Regions from separate parts of the Mus musculus genome. Here region 2 is linked to region 1. The links are chromatin contacts, called in public Hi-C maps. All regions are on one chromosome and are shown on one strand. The core of a region is the stretch at or near the end of the contact, and the rest is flanking DNA. Distances in the headings are between cores, read along the strand shown.

Evidence for each region. Hi-C and Micro-C count contacts between places; a contact is called where the count stands out from the background.
Region 2: a Hi-C map of pro-B cells shows a contact between it and region 1, with 8 times the contacts expected there. The contact joins the enhancer-like site here to the promoter of 1700017L05Rik in region 1. A contact is called at or near these places in 5 of 484 Hi-C or Micro-C datasets (cerebral cortex, cortical neurons, palatal mesenchyme and 1 more) and 1 of 115 datasets of contacts at active chromatin or transcription factors (astrocytes).

The regions. Positions count from the first base shown.
Region 1 is chr5:77,463,663-77,466,927 of GRCm38.p6, forward strand. It overlaps 1700017L05Rik (RIKEN cDNA 1700017L05 gene), which reads left to right and starts at 1,826. Exons shown (of 2, transcript NR_131050.1): 1 at 1,826-2,155.
Region 2 is chr5:83,439,023-83,441,926 of GRCm38.p6, forward strand. No RefSeq gene overlaps it. Among named protein-coding and RNA genes, the nearest start is that of Tecrl, 85 kb to the left of the region's middle. Within about 2 kb of position 1,414, at least 3 of the 459 cell types and tissues checked have an H3K27ac peak or open chromatin away from gene starts, as enhancers often do. A contact at or near this core is called in pro-B cells, where this site is marked.

The sequences.
Region 1 (3,265 bases), core at 576-3,075:
TCTTCCATCCCTTCCTCTTCCTCTGACCTCCACCCTCCTCGTATTTCCCTTATGTGCACGTGTGTACATCCAGATATATTTCTACTTGCATCCAGAGTCTGCCTTTTCTAAATTTAGTGTGTGCGTGCACATGTGTGCTACATGCATGTGGTGGAGGTCAGAGAGGAAGTTTAGGAAATGGGTTCTTTGCCTTCCACTTTGTTGAGGGGAGAGTTTGTCTTGTTTCTGCCACAGCCCTGTGTAGTCCAGGCTGCCTGGTCTGTGAACTTCCGGGTCTGGCTGATTCTCTCATCTCTGCCTGGCATCTTGTGGTGAGAGTGCTGGGATTACAGATGTGTGCCACTGCATCCAGCTGTGTCTCTGTGTGTGGTCTGGCCACTGGGCTCAGGTCAGTAGGCTGGGAGTGACCTATTGCTTTGGTTGTTTTAAACTAATTTTGTTTACTGGGCTTAAAAGGTAGCTCAGAGGTTAAGAGTTGTTTAGAATTTGATTTCCAGCACCAAGACCAGAAGGCTCACAACTACCCGCAATTCCACACTCAGGGCACACAACACCTTCATCTGATCTCTACAGGCACCTGCACTGAGGGGTGCATACCTCTCCCACATATACTCATAATTAAAATAATGAGTCTTAAGAATCGTTCGTATTTATTTTTGACAGTTTCCTCAATGTCTATCATAAATTTTAGTCCTTTTTACACTCTTCCCTGTCTCATCCCCTTCCTTTTCCTGTTGAACCCCCCCCCCCACTTTCCAACAAGCCCCCATCCTACTTTGATGCCCCCCCCCCCCCGTGTGTGTGTGTGTTTGACTTACTGAATCCAATTAAGATTCCTTGTATGGGTGAGAGGTTATTTGGAGCATGTGTGGTTTATCAATGGCTTCTCCACTGAAGAAACCACCCCCACCCCCCACCCCTGTCATGGACTGCGGATATGCTCTGTGGAGAGCCGAAGATACAAGGAGCTCCTCTCTAATCCATGATAAAACGCTGGCAGGCTGAACCTTGTACAGTCCTTGTGGCTCTCGGAGTTTCCTGTCAAGACTATTGGTGACTTTTCGAGCCTATCGTGAAGGAACTTCCCGTCCAGTTCTATCTCCCCATTTACATTGCTCTGGGTCCCGATGTAGCTGATATTTAAATCAGGCCCACGATGCTGTGATGGTATACCGTACAAGGCTCCAGTCTCAGCACAGGGCTGAGCCCTGAACACCTTCAAACATCAACAGTTAGTGACCGAGGCACCCGCCTTAGACCAGCTGAACCTATTATTAGTGAATGGAAGAAGACACAGCCAGCGGACCTTGTATGCTATCCCGAGGGCCTGTCAAGGCCTCTTTCACACTGTCTCCACCAGTCCCAGGCACGGTGGCTTCAGTTTGGAGGGAGCGGTGGAGAGCAGTGTATGTCGAGAGAAACACTGCCCCCTGGCTGCCATCCTGGTCTCTGGACGCTGGGTACTTTCATCTGAAAACCTCAAGCCAAAAGAAACTCAGGTTGATTGTTTCCAGGAGGCAAAAAAAGTGTCCCAAGATGGCTTGTTAGACATGAAAGTGGCCGGCGACTTCTAACTTGCAGATTTTCTTGCTAACAAAATATGATAAAGTTATGTCTCACTGGGGACACAGCTACATATTCATGAAAAAGAAACGGACTGGCAAAAATCCTCTAGCACAGTCTTAGTCATGCTTTCCGTGGGTGGTGGGGTCCTGACGAACTGGTTCTTACACACCCCGTTCTGCTGTCCAGATTTCTGACAATTGAGTATGTATTACGTCACAATGAGAACCCTGAATCCCGCCAACACATTTGCTTACCGAGCGGCAGACGCTGGAATGAACACCAGATGGGGAGGTCTGTGTGAATTTTTGCCACTGTCTCCTTCCCATCCTAGTTGTCCCAAATGAGAGGCCCGTGGGTCTGCCAGAGGAGAGTTCTGTATGGTACAAAGGCTTGGGGGGAATCTGTTCCCTGTCTTTCTACAAAGATGCTCGTCACAGCCCATCCCTGCCAAAGGCTGTCCCTGGGACACATATGATGGTTTCCAGTACTACCCTCGGGTTTGATGATTCCCTAGAGGGACTCTCAGGATCTAGCAAGGCTGTTGTCTTCACAGATATGGTTTGTACAGCGAAAGGATACAGATTAATAGGCATGTATCAATAACTACTATACGGGGTCACTCGTGTGTGTGTGTGTGTGTGTGTGTGTGTGTGTGTGTGTGCATAAGTGATTGATGCTTAGAGTCTTTTGAGGGAAGATGGATGGCCAGGAAGGCAAAGCGTCTAGAAATCATGTCATATGAAGGATATGACAGTATTTAATATGGAAGCAAGAAGGCCCACCTTACACTGCCTGTGTTTGATGGGTTGCCATGGAGAAGCAGAAGCAGACACATGAGGTCTAGTTCTAGAGGAGATGAGGAGATCCAATAAGGAAGGAGCAGGAGGCTGGAGCCTGCAGAGGTGACAGGAGCTCTCTAAGAATTACAAGTGCCCAATGGCAGATCCAGACTTCTAGACTGTTCAGTCCTTGACACTATGAGTGAGAAGATATGGCCCTTTGCAGGTTCACTGGGATGATCTCAGAGGTGCGTGGGAGCTTGGCTGACAGTGGCTCTACAGCTCTCTCTTCTAGTGTGTGCCTTGCTCATTTCTCTTGCTAGCATCCGGTAGGATGCACCATTCACAGCAGGCCTTGGGAGTACTTGGTAGTATTGCACCTTTGAAGGGGTTGCTAATCCCGTGGAATGTAGGAAGCAAAGGCCTCTTAGCCTCTACCTTGTTATCTCCCTAGATTGAAACCTCAGCTTGCCCTAGCCAGTGTTTCTTTTTAGGATGATTAAAGTCTTTGGCTCCGTCTGAACCCATTCATTTTAACTATTCCATTTCCCAAGAATATCATCTCATTACTTTTTCAATGACTCAATATTTTCAGCACAAGTGAACGAGTCCAGAAAGTCATTTCAGCCATTGATTATTTTTGGTAACCTTCTGATCTATTCTGAATCTCTCTTCTTTTAATTCTCATTTATGCCCTCCTGTCTCGTCATCTGTTCAGAGCTGAAAATAGTAACTTGGCTTGACCTTATTATCTACCGTTTAAGATTTTATGGTCTTTGGTTAAATCTCATCTTAATAAGTGTTCCTAGGCTGTAGATTATAGTTTTTCCATTCCTTCCTTAAAGGCTGCCCTTTGCAGCTCAAGTCTGTTATCACAGCACCAACTTCTCTGCCCTTCCCCAAATATGCCAACGTCTCAC
Region 2 (2,904 bases), core at 164-2,663, 6.0 Mb after region 1:
TGAGTAGATTAAAAGCCTTGATAACTCCCAAAATTTATTTCTTTCTCTAAGAACATACTTTGTTTACAATTAACAAATGCATGATCTCTTCAGCTACTTGAGGCTTCATCTAATATGAATATATATTATTTCTGCCTCACATAGTTCTCAGTTTAAATAGACATTCGAAAACACAAATATTAGTGTTCACTTAAGCACAATTGAAAGAAATAACAAGGGATTCGAAGAATAAATAAAAGAAGTCAGAAAAGAAAAGGATGGATGAAGAAGAAGAGAAGAAGAAGAAGAAGAAGAAGAAGAAGAAGAAGAAGAAGAAGAAGAAGAAGAAGAAGAAGAAGAAGAAAGCACAAGTGAGTGAAAAAATAAAATGGGCCCAGTTAGAATCAGACTCATCTCAAAGGTAATATAGTGAAGACGGCTGTCACAGCACGCATGGTGTTAAACCAAAAAAAAAATGCCCCGCTCTCTATAATGTATTTGACCTTCTGGCTACCAAACTCTCTCCTTATCTCTGCCACTTGTTCCAAATTACTTTAGAACAATGGAAAAACCTAACTGGAAAATTACATTTTAGGCCAAAATTGGTCTAAAGGCCATCACAAAGCCTTGCTTGTCACGCGTTCCGGCCATCCAGCCAGCTCCTATCTCTCCCTCTCTCCTCAGAGCACTATTATTGCCTTTGCAACTGCACAGCAGTTCTAAAGGTTTCTCAGAAATTCTTAAAATACTTTATACTCACTGTTCTCCTCCAGGTTCAGTTATTGTAATCTCACTTTAAACATTTCTTTATTTTTCACTGAATGGGAGAGGTAATTAAAGGAGATCTGCAATTGAACCAGTAAAATTTACAAATCTTAATGGGTGGCTCCACTGCGGCCAGTGACTGTTGTCTGTCTGTGAAATCGCCAGTCCTTCTGAGTAATGTGTGAATAGTGGTCAGGGCCGCGATGGTTTCTCAGATGAAATCTTCCTGCCTTCCTTAGGACACCCTGAAAGAGCAGGACAACCGCATGAACTCTTACTTCCTCTTAAGAAATTGGAAATCCATAATTCATGATCAGCCATGATACTCTTCCGGCCTCACCTTAACAAAGTGTGAGAAATTCTTTCTAGTACTTTAGAGAAAGTGACAGGGAAGGGATTGGTATTTACAATACATTTTGTAGGAATTAAACATTTGTAAATTTACGAAGAGTTTATTCTGAATATGCTGATATGCTGATAACTCAAGTTAATAGCTTTCATATTTTAATAAGAAAAAAACACAATTTAAATGTGTTCTTACCAATGAATCAGGTAAGTATCCAGAGGTAAATTTCTACTGGAAATCACACTAGCTGGAGGACTGAAATAGGTACTAGCGGTATTTTGAATTTATTGCCAGTATTGCCAGGAGCTAGAGTACCAGCGCCACCTAGTGGACCAATTGCAGAACTGGTAAAATGACTAATTTTATCTCTGCAACACCCTATTTCCTAAGAAGACTGCAATTTAGTTTTATTAAAGTTTAACTAAATTGGAGAGGATGTGCCTAACTGAAGAGACTTGATGTGCCAGGGTGGGGAAAAATTCAGGGGGAGCGCCACCCTTTCAAGGAGAAGCATTTTGTGAGTGGGGAACACAGCTATTGGGATTTTAAAAATGCAATAAAGTAAGTAATTTTTTTTTAAAAAAGTTAAAAGATCTGTAAGAAAACAGGGTGTTCTGACACAATAAAGCTCACACACATATGAACAAGTAGAAACTGGTATCGTGTACAAGATTAGAACAGCCAAACAGTGGCCTAGCACTAAGAAAGGAAAGGGGCAGGGGACGGGGGACACTTCCAATCAAAAGCTATTTACAATTGATACCTGATGGCTAAGGGATTATCAGTTTTCTCCAATAGAGTGTCACTGGGTGCATCAAGAGTAGTCCGGCGCAAGCCCAAAGCCATAAATGGCCAACCCAAAATGTACTCCATGTTCTTGTGTTTGCTTGCTGACTTTTGTGTTGTCTTGGTATTATTATTATTTATTATTATTATTATTATTATTATTATTATTTTGTCTCATTTGTTTTTGTTGTTTGTTTTGATTTTCACTATTGTGGTTGTGTGAATTATATTTTGGGTTTGTATGAAAAAAATTAAACACAGTATGTCTGATATACTTTGGCACATCAACTGATTTGTCGTTTTTAGTTTAGAGTATTGTATGCAAACTATGGGATATGAGGACTGTGATTATTCACCGAGACTAAAAATTCAAAGCATATGTCACATACTTATTTGTCAAGTAATGATTAAAGACTAAAATATCTTTATTTTTGCTCTTGGCATTTTCTCCCTTTCTTGACCTTTGGAATTATTTTAAGGTTCTCAAAAGAACAAGTTCAAGGAAGACATTGAAGTGCTGCAGCCCATCACCAGGTGTAAGCCCTTAACAGCCCTCTCCTACTCCCCTAGAGGGACTTTTGCTAAAGAATAAAGGTTTTGTTCAGTTTCCTAAACTAGGTGTGGAAATATACTGAGCCACCACCCAGGCAGCATACACAAGCTGGTCCAAGGCCCCCTGACACATATATAGCTCTGAGACTGCCTGGTCTCAGAGACAGGAGGGCAGAAGAATAGGATGAGGACCTGTGCGGGAGGGGGCCAGGATGGTAGGCAATGGCTAGATTGTAAAAATTAAAAAAAGAAAAGAGAAGAAGTTTTATATAATACCTGTATCACAGCAGCTGAGTACTCTGTGCCTCCTTATCTTATATGATGCTTTGTGTGGCCAGTATGATACAAAGGGTAAATAAAATGATGTGCCCTAATTATTTCACAAACAAGGCTTTTCTGTTATTTCTCTGATGTTAATTACAAATCTCATTATTTCTTAATTCTGCTATCTTTGTGAGGTGATTATAAATCACAGA